Linked DNA regions of Mus musculus: all the other regions are linked to region 2. Evidence: chromatin contacts called from public HiCAR-type and HiChIP or PLAC-seq data. All regions are on one chromosome and are shown on one strand. Each heading gives the region's core, a stretch centred on a gene start, on an enhancer-like site or on the middle of the called end of the contact. The rest is flanking DNA. Distances are from core to core; before and after follow the strand shown. Region 1 overlaps Prkn (parkin RBR E3 ubiquitin protein ligase). Region 2 overlaps Pacrg (PARK2 co-regulated). Region 3 overlaps Gm34799 (a long non-coding RNA gene).

Region 1 (4,514 bases), core at 1,846-4,345, 870 kb after region 2:
GACAGCCTTGCTAGGGAGGAATAATGAGAATGGATTCTATAGTGCCAGGGGCTGGAAGGACAAGGTCAAATGTAGGTGTTCTGGGGTGGTCACCCAAGTCTTTCTGGACCATGAGGGGCACAGATCCAGTCCCAAGGCCTCCCGTGAGCAGGCACCTTTGTGGCTTTTTTTTTTTTTTTTTTTTTTTTTAGGGCTAAAGCTGAGGTTTTAGAATTTGATCATGTGTTAAGAGTTTATGGGATCATTTCAGAGAAATTTCTTTCTTTCATGTCTAAAGGTTTCAGACTTTAAAGTATATATTGTATATTGAACAGATTCCTCCCTGTGCTTCCTGCCATTTCTCACCCCTCCACACTGCTGTTTATCCTTTTGTCTCCATAAAGGGTTGTACCTGACTACCAGTGCAGGTACCCACGGAAGCCAGAGGTGTGACATGCCCCAGGAGCTGCAGCTCTAGGTAACTGTGAGGCTGGGAGCAGAAATCAGGTCCTCTGCAAGAACAGAAAGTTCTCTTAATCCCTGAGCCATCTCTCCAGCCCTGAACAAATTTCTTAATATCCTGGTATGTTAGGTTGACTTTGTTCACTCGGTTGGACTAAGAAACACCACTCAGGGAATCAATGAAGCATACCTTGGGTGTGTCTGTGATAGCAAAGTGAAGTGAAAAGCCTTTCTATGGGCAAAGCCCATGAGTGAATAAAAAGAGTGAAAGGAAAGAGGAAGAAGCCTGTAGCACATCCTACTTTCTCTGTTTCCCATTCCAGAGATGAGGCATCTCAGCCACCAACATCAAGCTACCCTGTCCGCCATGCCTTCCTTTCTCCCAACCCCAATCAAATGTACCCTCCATCTTGTAACCACACAATCAATTCACGAAGACAGTAAGAAAATAGAGTCTCTCCCTCTAATGTGTTAAGGAAGTTTGTAATTCTGTACCAGGCTACATTCATAGGTATCCTGGGGTTCATGTGCCCCCACAGACTATAGGTCGAACTCACAGGCTGAAAGCTGTATGAGCAGTTATTCCTATACTTCCTTTAATCAAAATTGCTGCAGCTAGTGGCTCTGGGATCCTCACACCTATCCCCCAGACAGACAGATTGACATTCGCCTTTGTTTGACCAAATATTTTGTAAACTATCTCCCTGCTGTTAGGTTCTTATTGCCCACAGCCCATCCTTCGAGAACAGATGCTGGGGTGTTTCCAGCCGTTTATGCTTGAATAAGGACATACGTTTTAAAAGACAAATAGGGGAATTCAAGGAGTCCTAGGACCTATGAGTGAGGTCCGTGGGACTGAAGACTTTCTTACAGCAGCTCAAAGTTCATTTTACATTATCAGTTCTCCGTTGCTACCTGAACTTGGCCTCACTGCAAGAAAAGCGAATTTTAATGCACCGACACGCGGCACATGTGGGCAGTGGCCCCACCTAGGGGCAGAACGGTGTATTTTCTTTCTGTCTTCTCTTCCTGTTTATTCATTTTCTGAGTTGAAGAATGGAAAAGCTCACAGACTTGCAGACCAGGGAATTTTCCATCAGCCTATCCAGAAAGCTGGAGGATGTTTGAAGGAGACATCACTTGGAACAAAAGACTGGCCACAGCACATTTTTTTTCCCCTTAGGATGTCACCAACAAATTGGCTGCCCTGTGCCACACCCACCCCCTACCCCCATGCCCCGATTTGTCTAGAAGCACGGCTGAGGGGGAGCAGGAATGAGTTAATAGTGTGAGCCATTGACTGTCACAGGGGTGCGGGCGAGAACTGCATTGGAGGAAGGCGAGCCAGATCCACAGTTGAATGGGCTCACCCGATTCACAGATGTGGCATCAGTAACTCTGGGGTTCACATAGCTTCACTCTCTATGGAAGCTTGGGAGCAGAAAAGCCTGAGAAGCTAGGAACCGAACAGCTCTCCCAGACATAGGGATGTGACGGGGGAGGGAGTGGCCAGAGGAGCTTACAAGTGGATGGGAAGTCTTCCTTCCCACATTTTTTTCCTCCCAGGTATCTTAGCTGATCATAATGTTTATTTCAGAGGGAAGAAAGCCCTCACTCAGAGACTTGAAACCACATATCCTTCACAACTCAGAGAAAACGCTGAAGGTTGAAAGTACCTGTTTATCAAAGGGAACCTATGTTACCTCCGTTCTTGTTCGTGCAAGCTCACTGTGTTCTCATTCACACTTCACTGAGCATGAGATGACAAAACTGTACACTGATTGCATGTACGAGGCCAGACTCAATCCAGGCCACTCGGCTGACAGTTTCAACCCAATCATATATGGAAACTCCCTTGCATCAGGGCTGAAAACAGGTTAGGGAACTCACATCACTGGCATCAGGAGCCTGTGTGTGCTACAGGTGAATATGAGATTCCTGGAACATGGTGGGGAGTTAGAGAGAGGGGGTGAGGGAGTCATGGGAGGAAGAGGTGGAGAGACAGGAAGAGGAGGGCAGGAGAGAGCCCTTGGTGCTCCCGACAGAATTTGAAGAGTGATGATCTAAATCCATCCTGAAGCCGATTGTAGGAGCGCTGTCTAGAGCCTGTTGTCTCAGTGGCTAAAGCCAGCAAGAATGGCAAATGCTAGCAAGCATCTCTCCCTCCCCAGCGCCCGCCCTCACCCCTGTGTGTGTGTGTGTGTGTGTGTGTGTGTGTGTGTGCGTGCGTGTGTGTGTGTGTGTGTGCGCACGCACGCTGTGTGCCATGTATGGAGTGTTTAAGACAACTGGAAATGCCTCTGTGGGCAGCTTAAACCTACAGGCATTGCAAGCCGCCCACCTTCTCTGTGAGTTATAATGAAAACTCCCACAGCTAGTCTGCGTGTGCACAGAATCCAGACTCGGAGGTCACCAGGCTCAGGAAGAATTCAATGAAAAAGGCTTCGGCGTCTGCAGCTTGAAAGCTCACTCTCCCATCTTGGTGACTCCACCGGGTACAGACCAAGGCAAATGTGAAACTTCCACCGGCCCTGCCCAACCCTCCCCAGCACTGGAAACCAGCCCCACTTCCCATTTCCCATCTCCCGCGGTAGCTCCACTGAGGGCCGCAGCGCTGGGAGGGGAAGCACTTCAGTGCAGGGCCTTACATCACTGTCCTATTAGTCTAAGCAGAAGAGAGCAGATTGTTTATTTTGGTTCAGCTCTGCTCCAGGCTGTAACATCAGATGTAACTCCCAGAGTGACAAATTCTGATCGCAGTGTCACAGAGTAAACAAGAGCCAGGGAAGCCGGGTGAGCATGCTTCCATAGGGGGTGTGGAGTGGGATGGCGTCCAGGTCCCACTTTGAATCCCTTTGTCTTAGGCAGCCCCCCAGCCTTTCCCTGGGAATCTGTACTTTTCTTCACATCCACCCACGACCGTCAACAGCTTCCACCAGGCTAATAGACCGGGTCTTTAATTTCTTTCAAAGTATTAATGAAAGGTGATTCCTGCTTTTCCCTTAGAGCATATTTAACTCCTTTCCTAGTTCATATTTCATGAGATTTGCTGGGTATTTCTCAATGCCGCAAAGCCCAGGAGACATTAATTCTAATCTCAAGTGGCAGACTTACCCCATGAGGGTATTGCTGATACCCCGAAAGTTTGGGCCAGGACATCTGTCAAGGGGAGCCACAAGAATGACATTCTAAGGCTCAGTTCTGACCATCCATCCTCACAGAGCTCTGCAGGGTGGATAGATCCTGCTGTCACAGCAGATACTAAAGCCAGCAAGGCAACAGTCAGCTTGAGCAGTGGCTCTTTCCTGCCAATTGTAACCATCACTCACCCCAAGCCCGGGAGTGTGTGTAACAGTAGACCCCCACATTATCTGAAGGCTGCGTACCTATTTGATATCAGGGTATCCAGTCCTCATCTCACACAGGAGGCTCCTCCCACCTCAATGCAAGGAGCACAGTACCCACTGTGAAGCAGGACAAAACTGAAGCCAGCTTGCTTGACAAGACAGCATCCCTATCTGCTTCCAAGTGGGTCCAATACCTGTAAGGTGACACCAGGTGACCCCTAACTCTGGGTGTTTGTGGGTGAAAGGCTGGAGAAGCTGAAACAAGGCCAGCCCTTTATGGGTCCCTAATGGCCCTATGGCTACTCTGCCACAGTGCAAGATACTGCTATGTTGGTTGGGGACATCTTGAAACACAATGCCCCTGTTTCTTCCTCTTGTCTACTTGCTGTTGTTGGGCTTCTGTTCCTTTTTTAAGTCCAGAGAGGTGTGTTTTCCACTTACCTGTGGACTCAAAGGCCTGCCTCAAAAATAAATAATGACTCACTACAATGCCAAAGGTTAAAATTGCTATAAAGCATATTTCTCATATTAAAAAAATCTAGTGGAATTTTCTGGAAGGAATCCAAAAGGCTCCTGACAGAACTAGGGCTTTAGATGTCTGTCTCCTTCCATCACACCTCAGTCCCTGCTCCTCTGGTACCAGCAGAGAGCACAACCATAGTACCAGGCCTCTGGCTTGCCTTTGAATCTCTGGGTCAGTCACCATAGGATGTTATCCCGATGACA
Region 2 (4,447 bases), core at 1,271-3,770:
TCCATTCAGTTAGGAGCTGTAATCAATTTAATTTCTAGATAATTTAATTGTAAAAGATAGTTCTGTTTGGTTCAGATTTAACTGCTCAATAGGGCAAAATTGAAAAGTTCTCAAGTAGTTGGGTGGAATGCATTCTATCAGAAATGAAAGCAAACAAAGACCGAGGCACATTTGAGACCCTTAAATGAAATGCTTTTATCACGCTACCTTTCTTACCGTCACTCTGGCCATTTTTGATTGATTTTAGGCCCTGGGACAAGGCTAGGGACAAGGTGCTGAGATGCATATCTTGCATACTAAAGAGACCTGGCCTCTAGGTTCTCCCAACATCCCTCAGTTCCTACCTAGCATATCCTGCACCCAATTCTGAACTTTCCAGCCTAGAGGCTGGACTGCCTTCCCCCCAGAGGCTCTTCCCTACATAATCCAGACATTTTGCTAATTCTCCCCCTCCCTCCTTCCCTTTCTCCCTTTCTCTTCCTCCCTCCCTCCCTCTCTCCTCTTTTCCATTCTCTCCCCTCATTCTCTCTCTCTCTCTCTCTGCACTTTCTCTCTTCCCCCTCCCCTCGTTCTCCCTCCCCATAGTGACTTCTCTGGACTCAGTCTTTGGGGCCAGTGAAGCTGCCCCAGAGCAGTAGCTTCCATATCCATATCCATATCCATATCCATATCCATATCCATATCCATATCCATATCCATATCCATATCCATCTCTGTCTGTCTATCTATCTATCTATCTATCTATCTATCTATCTATCTATCTATCTATCTATATCTGGCTTGGATTGACTTATTTTGGATTACCACAGAGAAAAAACTTACAATTTCTTAAGATCTATTTTTAGGTTAGGGAACAAAGGAAATTGCAAAATGTCAAATAAAGAAACTGGTCCTGTAGCCACTCCATTAGTATGCAGTACTTTGAAAAAAAAATAGAGAAACCCAAGATGTCTCCAGTTTAAAAGTTTCTGAAAACAAGAATGGCCCTGAAGTGTACATGTTCCTACAGTCTGATTCTGTTCTCATAGGGGCCACCAGTTAATTACTGTCAGGCTCAGGATGTGAAGCCACCAATATCTTCATGCAGAGTATTCTCTACAGAGAAGAAGCAAGGAAGCAGATCTGCAGGAGGGTCCCGTCATGGCCGGTGCTCTCTCTCTAGTGAGGACGCTGGAAACTGGAATTTCTTGCCTTCTCCAAGGCAGCTTTGGAGCCTAGGAAGGTCACTCTTGCCCTGCCTTCGATGGAGCCTCACATGACAGGAAGGAAGGAAAGCAATACAGGAACTCTGAGGAGAACGCTCTCACACGACTTTGTTAAGTTTCCTAGTGCACTGTCTGAACTACACAGATGAGCGTGCTACCTAGTTTATTTCTGAAGGATGCCTGTGTCACAAAGTTCTCGCTAGGCATTTCTTTGTTGCTATTGCGGCCTCAGTCCTGTTCCTCGTGATGGATTAGGAGAAGATAACATTTCTTCAGCCTGTAACATCCTTGGGTATTATAATCCAGGGCCACAGTCTACTGAATATTCTTAGACACATCAGCACAATTATTAAATCGATCTGGATGTTTAAATTAACAGTTGATGTTTTCCAGTAATTTTTCATAAATCATTTGGTTTGCCAGATAATAACAAGAATATGTACACATTTATTTTTAAAGAACCGTCTGTCGAGTTGCATAAAAGGCAAGTTCGATATGATGGCCAGAAAAGACAGGAATGGGGCAGGCGGCATAGTTCCATTCCTCCAACAAAGTGTGGACAATGAGCATATTTTATATTTAGATTTGGTTTATTGAGGGGACCTTAAACTTTTTTTTAAAGTGCACATGAATCGTCTGGAGAAATCAGAGTCTAAAGTGATTAATTAGAACTTATTTTGTCCTGAACAGATTTACTAAGCATTTTTCAAATAGCCACAATGTTTGTAATTACCAGAATCACACCTCCATTGGCCAGCCTTACTTACTTCATGCATGAACAACAATCTGATTGAGCACTCTTGTTAGGGTTTCATTCTGCGCTGTAATTAGCCATAATCATAGCCTTCCTGGGTGCATGAGAATGTGCAAGCAACTATTCACAGACTCAGCCCATTTGAATATGAATCTTCTCAGTGAGGAGCAATAAAGCAGGAGAAACAAAACAGTTTCTCTAGGGAATCCAGTGAAGCCTCTCTCCTCTGATTCTGCCCCCTTCAAAATGTTCTCCCTCCAGGCTCTGGATTCTATTTGCTAAAACAAGGGTGGCTTAATGAAGACAATGGCCTATTATTCCTTAAGTGACACAGGAGGGCCCAAGTATTACAGGCTTAGTTCTTTCAGTCTTTGCTAAGGACACAAGGAACAAAAGAACAAGCAATTGTGTGTGGAGAAGAGAATTCGGTTCAGGCTCCACTTGGGGACCACTCAGAATGAGATGGGGCCATGCTATTCTTACGCTCTGAGGAGGCTGGTGCATGCTGGCTTTCTTCTCTTTCTTCCCCTCTTCACCCCCCTGCAAATGACTCAGGCATTACAGAAAAAGGCTCCAAGCAGCAGGGATAGAAAGCAAAGGCTTAGTGGAGGAGGGGTGACATTTCTGATCCCATCCCAAGCACATTCAAAGTGAGCCACCTACTGGCAAGCTCCTCTCTTCCTGTTCTCCTCACGCTCTAATCCCCTCAACTCTTAAGGGAAGACCTAGGGAAACAGGCTGAGATCAGCCACAAGGATTTTCAGCCAAAAATGGAGACATAAAATAGGAATGCCTTCATGGCAGTATGGAGTCTTTGAGAGAAAACGGTTTGGACCAGTAGAAGTATGCCAAAATGTCAGACATGAAGGGTTGCTTAAAATGCTGTGTGCTCCGCACAGAAAATTAAAGATGACTCTAGTTTACTAAAATATATTGATTTCGAGATTCATGAAGTTAAGTCAACTAATCGTTTAAACCAGTTAAACCACATCAGAATGGTCTTGCCCTTGACTAACTTTCAGTTCTTCAATGCATTTGTTTCCTGTTTTGTTGCTTGTTGTTTTTTTGTTTCAGAGACATTATACACCGCTAATAAAATATCTGTTTGAATTCTTTGTGGGCATTTTTACCACGGGAAGGCTCAAGGGCTGTAATGTGACCCTAATCATTTTCTGACCACCTTACAAGTTTAGGATCTGCATCATCCTGACAAAGTGAGCCCTCTAAGACTACCTGAAGGAATCAACTACTGGAATTTCAACTGTGGTCTCCTGTTCGTAGGTACGCGAATGTGTGTGTGTGAGAGTGCATGCGTGCATGCATGCATGTATAATCACATTTGAAGGTCTGAGTAAAACTGTGACCATTCCTGGTACAGTATGGTATACATTTTGGGGTCACTAGAAGTGACAACCAAAGGCATGTCATTGAAGAGATCTGACATGCTGAATCATGTCTCCTACCAGGTGTACATTATGAACCTGGTAAGTCCAACAGAGCCAGGGTCACACTCTCCTAAGAAGGGACTCAGTATGCTGATGTGCTGAGGTCACCTTGTTAACCTGGAAGTTGTAGACATTTTCACAAATCTCTCACCATAAGATGCATTTTCACGAACATGAGGACTTCTTCGGAATATCCCCTGATGGTCTCTCTAGTGGGGTTCTTACCCTATTTGTAGGCTATTTTCTTGTTTAAAGCTACTATATTGTTTTCATAGAATAATATGTGATTTCAAACAGACTTATCATACTTAAATCACTCTGAAAAGCACAAGAATGCCCATGACATTAGTTTAAACTGAAGGCTGACAGAGGCCACCATTCCTAATATTTTTTCTTAAAATTTTTTTTTTATTTCATGTACATTGGTGTTTTGCCTGTCTATATGTTTGTATGTATGCATGCATGATGCCTGATATAAGGGTGTCTGATCCCCAGGAACTGAAGTTATAGACAGTTGTGAGGTGCCATGTGGGTGCTGGGAATAGAACCTGGGTCCTCTGGAAGGACAGCCAGGGCTCTTAACCCCCGAGTCATCTCTGCAGCCACTATTCCTAATAATTTCAAAACTAAAAATTACAGTACAGCTATCACTTGTCATCTGGCTCTGTGGCTAGTTGGGGTGCTTTAATAGACCTTGGTTCGCCCAAGCCTTATTCCAGCCACAGTAGGTGTGGTCACAATGATGCTATTATTCCCAAAGACATGGACAGTGCAAACCACAAAGATCCTGGAGAAAATTAAAACACTGAAAGATTCAACAACTCTTGGGGACACAGAGCTAATTGGCAGCATGTTTGTAATTAAATGGATGGATTGTGGTCAATTCTTACAAGACCATGTGAGGAGATATTAGCTCCTGGGGGTGGGTCTGCTCTGCTGGCTGTCCAAACATGAGAACTGTAATTATTTTTTGAGACTATGTAGGTGGAAGAGTCTGTTACTAACATAATAGATTATCAGTCACTCCTGGATTTTTCACAAGA
Region 3 (4,921 bases), core at 2,024-4,523, 840 kb before region 2:
TGTACCATCTGGTTTCCTCCAGAGGCAAGGCAGTGACAGCAACAATCATCTCTCACAGATTGGAAACAAGTTCATGACAGCTTGGTCATGTATGCCCTTGGGCCATGAAACAGGGCAAAGCCAATAGCTGTAACTCTAAGGTCGCTGAGAGCTGACCTTGGTGAAAGTGCTTAGCCCACACTGTATGGATCTTTCCTTAGATCTAGATCACTTAAAAATTATATCTCCCAGGGTAAAGACAATAAATAAAATCTGCCAAGTTGTGCAGTGGACAGGACAGTCCTTGGGATATATCCATGCATCTAAGAGTGTCTTCCTAAATTATATTCCTACATTCTCAGGGAAACAACTTGCATGTCATCTATGGATACATGAAAATCCTAAACTGTGTTCAAAAAACTTTATAAACACTTGGCCTGTCAAATCTTCTGCAGGGTATCCGAGGAGTGTTCTCGTTGTGACTGTATTTCAGCCATCAGCTGGGCCAGATAGAAGATGGATGGTCAGCACAGGTGATTTTGTTAAGAAGAGTGGAAATGTCAGGCAGACTTTAGAATACATAAATAATTGTATGGGGAAGAGGGAGGTGAAACTGGGTCAGAACGTCATAATCAGTGTGAAATCGCTTCTCTTTTAAGCTCGATAGCTTAATACAACACAGAGAGAGGCAGTATTAGTCAAACATACCTTCCTGTGTGCAAACCTAGTCTTATATACATATATCCCTTGTGTTAAGGTCTTTCTCAGATATTATGTAAATAATTAGGCATGGTGGCCTGCCTGTGATGCTAGTACTAGGGGAGCTGAAGAAGGAATAATTGCTGTGAATTCTAGGGCACCCTGAGCTACATAGCAAGACTTGATTCAAATATTAGAACAAGGCAATCCATCAATTAATCAAACAAACAAATAAAAACAGAAAGGAAGGAAGAGAGAGAAAAAAAGAGAGGAGAGAAGAAGGAAGGAAAGAAAGAAGGAAGGAAGAAGGGAGGGAGGGAGGAAGGAAGGAAGAAGGGAGGGAAGAAAGGAAGGAAGGAAGGAAGGAAGGAAGGAAGGAAGGAAGGAAGGAAGGAAGGAAGGAAGGAAGGAAGGAGACTTCAGGACATTTGATTTTGAGAATAGAGATGTTAACACCCAACATCCCTGGGTGATTACTCAGTGGGTAAAGCATCTGCCTTCTAAGCATGAAGAGTGTTTGATACACACACACACACACACACACACAGAGAGAGAGAGAGAGAGAGAGAGAGAGAGAGAGATTGAAGCTGGGCGTGGTGGCGCACGCCTTTGATCCCAGCACTTGAGAGGCAGAAGCAGGCGGATTTCTGAGTTCGAGGCCAGCCTGATCTACAAAGTGAGTTCCAGGACAGGCAGGGCTTTACAGAGAAACCCTGCCTTGAAAAACCAGAGAGAGAGAGAGAGAGAGAGAGAGAGAGAGAGAGAGAGAGAGAGAGAGAGAGAGAGAGAGATTAGGGAGGCAGAGAGAGGTAGATTCCTGGGTTCTTCGGATGACAGTCAGCCAGCCTATTTGACAAGATGCTGGCAAATGAGAGACCCTGTCTCAAAATGAAGGTAGCTAGCACTTGAGGAACGATAGAGGTTTCTTCTGCCCTCCACAAACACATAGGCAATCAACTGTAAACACTCATGAGCATACACATACAAATACAAAAAGACGTTCATGAAAACCTCCATCACTAAGAAAAGTTTTCCCTAGAAATGGACAATAAAATAAATCAGATCACACCTCTCAGTAGGCACACAGCATGCCACAGTGAATGACCCACCGCAAGTGATTCACCTTCGGAACAGTCTCTTTGAGACTGGGACCTTCCCATCTGTGGTAGAACCAGTACCTCCTGTCACATACAAAGTCTGGCTCTGCAAACTGTCCAACCTGACAACCTCTCCTAAAGCCCTCAGCTCTCTGCCTGGCCTAGGGCTCTTGCCTCCGTATCTGATCTGCTCCACTGACCTAATACTACTGAGCAATCCACGCAGGGACAAAATACCCTCTCCCCCATGGATGGGACTCAAGGAAGAGCCTCCAAACTAGGTTGATATTCTTTTTCTCAGTGTCTGGTTCATCCCATCCTCGACTTTCTTTCTCTTACTATTGGCTTTTGTTGGCGACTTTATTCTCTCATTTGGTTTGAGATCTCTATTCACCTACACTCATTTAACTTTCTTCTTTATTTTCCAAAAAACGTCTTCTTTCAAGATTTTTGTACTCCATCTTCTTGTCTTCTTCCCTCTGTGACATCTCCAGGAGCCACAGAGACAGCTTGAGGGTTTGTAATATATTTTAAAAGCCTGCAAAATATTTAAAATCTTGCAACATTAGGAAAAAAGATCTTTGGTCACAGTGAAATGTTTAATTTAAAAAAAAATAATAAAATCACAGAACCGTAAAATATAAGTTGGCCCCACATGGGTAGGAGGGGGCAATTCGGAGGGTTCTACTATGTCTGCTCATCTTTAACAGCCTGTTTGAAAATACAGAAAGTATCCCAGCCAGGCTGGGACTATCAAGTTCACAGAAATTAGTATCTATTGTGTCCCAGCCTGTGTGTTGACTCATTCACGACACTTATAGAAGGTGAACCATGTAGACATATCAAGGAGAGAGGCCAAATGCTACTTGCTTGCCATCTCGGGGTCTTGGTGCTCTGCTGCACTGTTGTAGTCAGAAGGAGGGACTGTTAACAATGAAGAGAGAGAGCAGGGGCAGAGTCAGACTCCCAGACTTATTTCTCAGCCTGCTAACTTTTATGAAGCCCTGTTTTCTGAGACCATGGTGGTTGCCCTTGGTTAGTAATTCGTGTAGTTTGATACAGATTGAAAGTCTTACATGTAATGTACAAAAGGAGTGTGTGTGTGTGTGTGTGTGTGTGAGAGAGAGAGAGAGAGAGAGAGAGAGAGAGAGAGATCATGATTGGAAATAACCCTGAATGGGGATGCTGAGCCCATGAACCTACACTAACATCCTGACTGGTGGGCACTGCCAGAGCTCCCAGGAGAGTGATGGACATTCAGTATATCAGGGTCCTCATGAATGTATGTCTGTTGGGAAAAACAGTGGTGACTTTAGAAGATTTGGTTTGGAAGGGAAAAAGGAAAGTTCTGTTTTCTCACTCTAGAAACTTCAGTTCTCATAGCCTCTTTTGTTGCTGTAAAATGATATTCATTAACGAACCCCCTGGGAAGGCTCCTGTCGCTGAGCAGCAGCTAGAAGTCTCGCTGTGGAATGAGTAACTCTGAGCCAAGACTTTGCACAATCCCAAGATCTCAACAAGGAATAAAGAGGAGCATCCAGCACAGTGTGGGCTTTGCAGGGACACAGCTCCAATCTCACAGGCATCCACCATGAAAGGACCTAGTTTTCCTCAGAACCGCCTTGCCCACTAGCTACACAAGCCAGCCTCCAAACTCAAGGCTTAAAGTCAGAGTAAAGACGAAAGCGAAAATAAGTGTGGATCCCATTCTTGCCATCCTACCAGAACCCTGAGAGGAAAATTCTCTAAAGGTCTTTGATGTTTTCTTCACTTTCCAGACTTATCAATCCCTGTGTATCAAACACGATGACAACTTTAAGAAAATAATATATATACAAAACAGTCCATATGGGCCTCATCTCTAAAGACTGGCCTTTGCTGCTAAGCCTGTGCAAGGTGGATTTGTCTCCTAGAGGTGACTGAGGGTCAGAGTCTCATTCACAGCTCAGCTCATGGGGGAGGGGGGAGGGGGGTGAATCAAAATGGAACCTCCAAGAATTTAGCAATCCCATGGCTGCCCAGAAGCAAACTGCTGCTTCCTCTTGTCTTCTTTGCTTTGTCTTCAGCAGAGAAGGATCTGACTCAGACTCTCACAGTTCAGCTAGCCCCATGTTGCTCACAGCCCCTTCAAAAGACTGCAGGCTATGCTTGACTTCAGCAGAGAGATGGGGACTCTTCAGAGTCCTTACTGCTCTGATGTGAGTTGATACAGCGCCCTGTGCATCTAGCAGTCTAAAGACTTGTATTTGAGAGTTGATGGGTTTTAACTGATTGTGTGAGCAAAGGTAAGTTTCCCTAGGTAAAGCCAGTGATGACCACCAAAAAAGGTTACCTCCAATAATGAACAGTTCCTTCTAGGCGTTCCCATTTCCCCCAGTGTGTTTTCAAACCCTAGCTATCACCATTGATGGCTAGCTCGGGATTAAGTCATGTCTGTGCTAATGTATTAGTGCTGTGGTAAATGCTAATTGGGAGTGCTCAGTTTGGAGATAACAACACCCTAGGTTTAACACACAATGGCAGGAATCCCCACATACATACATGAACCCCAGAGACATCATATAGAGAAAAGATCTTGGCTCAGCATCAAAGGCTGGGACTCTTGCCAGCCATGATGGAATAACAGCACAGAAATCTGAGACCACATTTTTCACACTTAACAAAGAAATAAAACTGACAAGCTCGTGACAAGCAACATGAGACATCTTGTCCCACAAGAATGGCTTTCCCTCATCTGTGTTTCCCGTTCTCCTATTGATCTTCCTGGCAGGATGCACCATGCCCATGAACACGGAAGAAACATTCACTCGGGGTGACAATGTCTATCTGCCTGAGACAATACCCTGCCTGTCTGATGTCACTGGCTTCATGCCACCCAAGTCACAAATGCAAGCAGCAGGTGGGCACTTGGAACATCAAAAGGAGTGTGTGGGGCCTCCGGAACGGCACCCTGCAGGGCCCTGTCCCTCCTTGACCACAGCAGCCCCATGGCTAGGAGCTGGAGGGAGACATCTCAGGGGCTTTTCCAGACAAATTGCAGCTCCGTTCAGCTAGGGCATTTAATTAGACTTTCAAAAGATAAGAAATTGTTTAAACAGTGTATTTCACACCACAAAGAGGCACATCTGCAATCCTTTACACTTAAA

Evidence for each region. HiCAR-type assays count read pairs that join an accessible place to other places. HiChIP or PLAC-seq counts read pairs in DNA pulled down with a chosen protein or histone mark.
Region 1: an H3K27ac HiChIP or PLAC-seq map of SST interneurons shows a contact between it and region 2, with 4 times the contacts expected there. The contact joins two enhancer-like sites. A contact is called at or near these places in 3 of 484 Hi-C or Micro-C datasets (adipose-derived mesenchymal stem cells, neural progenitor cells and ventricular fibroblasts), 2 of 115 datasets of contacts at active chromatin or transcription factors (SST interneurons and embryonic basal ganglia) and 2 of 9 other capture datasets (embryonic tail and embryonic trunk).
Region 3: a contact with region 2 is called in a HiCAR-type map of astrocytes, with 3 times the contacts expected there. The contact joins two enhancer-like sites. A contact is called at or near these places in 4 of 484 Hi-C or Micro-C datasets (cardiomyocytes, cerebellum, embryonic stem cells and 1 more), 4 of 115 datasets of contacts at active chromatin or transcription factors (astrocytes, embryonic stem cells and stem cell-derived neural progenitor cells) and 2 of 9 other capture datasets (embryonic stem cells and embryonic tail).

What each region holds. Positions count from the first base shown.
Region 1 is chr17:11,610,221-11,614,734 of GRCm38.p6, forward strand. All of the region lies in intron 6 of Prkn (parkin RBR E3 ubiquitin protein ligase), which reads left to right. Among named protein-coding and RNA genes, the nearest start is that of Gm41525, 52 kb to the right of the region's middle. Within about 2 kb of position 3,096, at least 25 of the 459 cell types and tissues checked have an H3K27ac peak or open chromatin away from gene starts, as enhancers often do. A contact at or near this core is called in SST interneurons, where this site is marked.
Region 2 is chr17:10,742,736-10,747,182 of GRCm38.p6, forward strand. All of the region lies in intron 2 of Pacrg (PARK2 co-regulated), which reads right to left. Among named protein-coding and RNA genes, the nearest start is that of Gm16169, 63 kb to the right of the region's middle. Within about 2 kb of position 2,521, at least 82 of the 459 cell types and tissues checked have an H3K27ac peak or open chromatin away from gene starts, as enhancers often do. A contact at or near this core is called in SST interneurons, astrocytes and cerebellum, where this site is marked.
Region 3 is chr17:9,900,263-9,905,183 of GRCm38.p6, forward strand. The region is part of intron 1 of Gm34799 (a long non-coding RNA gene); the gene reads right to left. Among named protein-coding and RNA genes, the nearest start is that of Gm34799, 4.1 kb to the right of the region's middle. Within about 2 kb of position 3,274, at least 17 of the 459 cell types and tissues checked have an H3K27ac peak or open chromatin away from gene starts, as enhancers often do. A contact at or near this core is called in astrocytes and cerebellum, where this site is marked.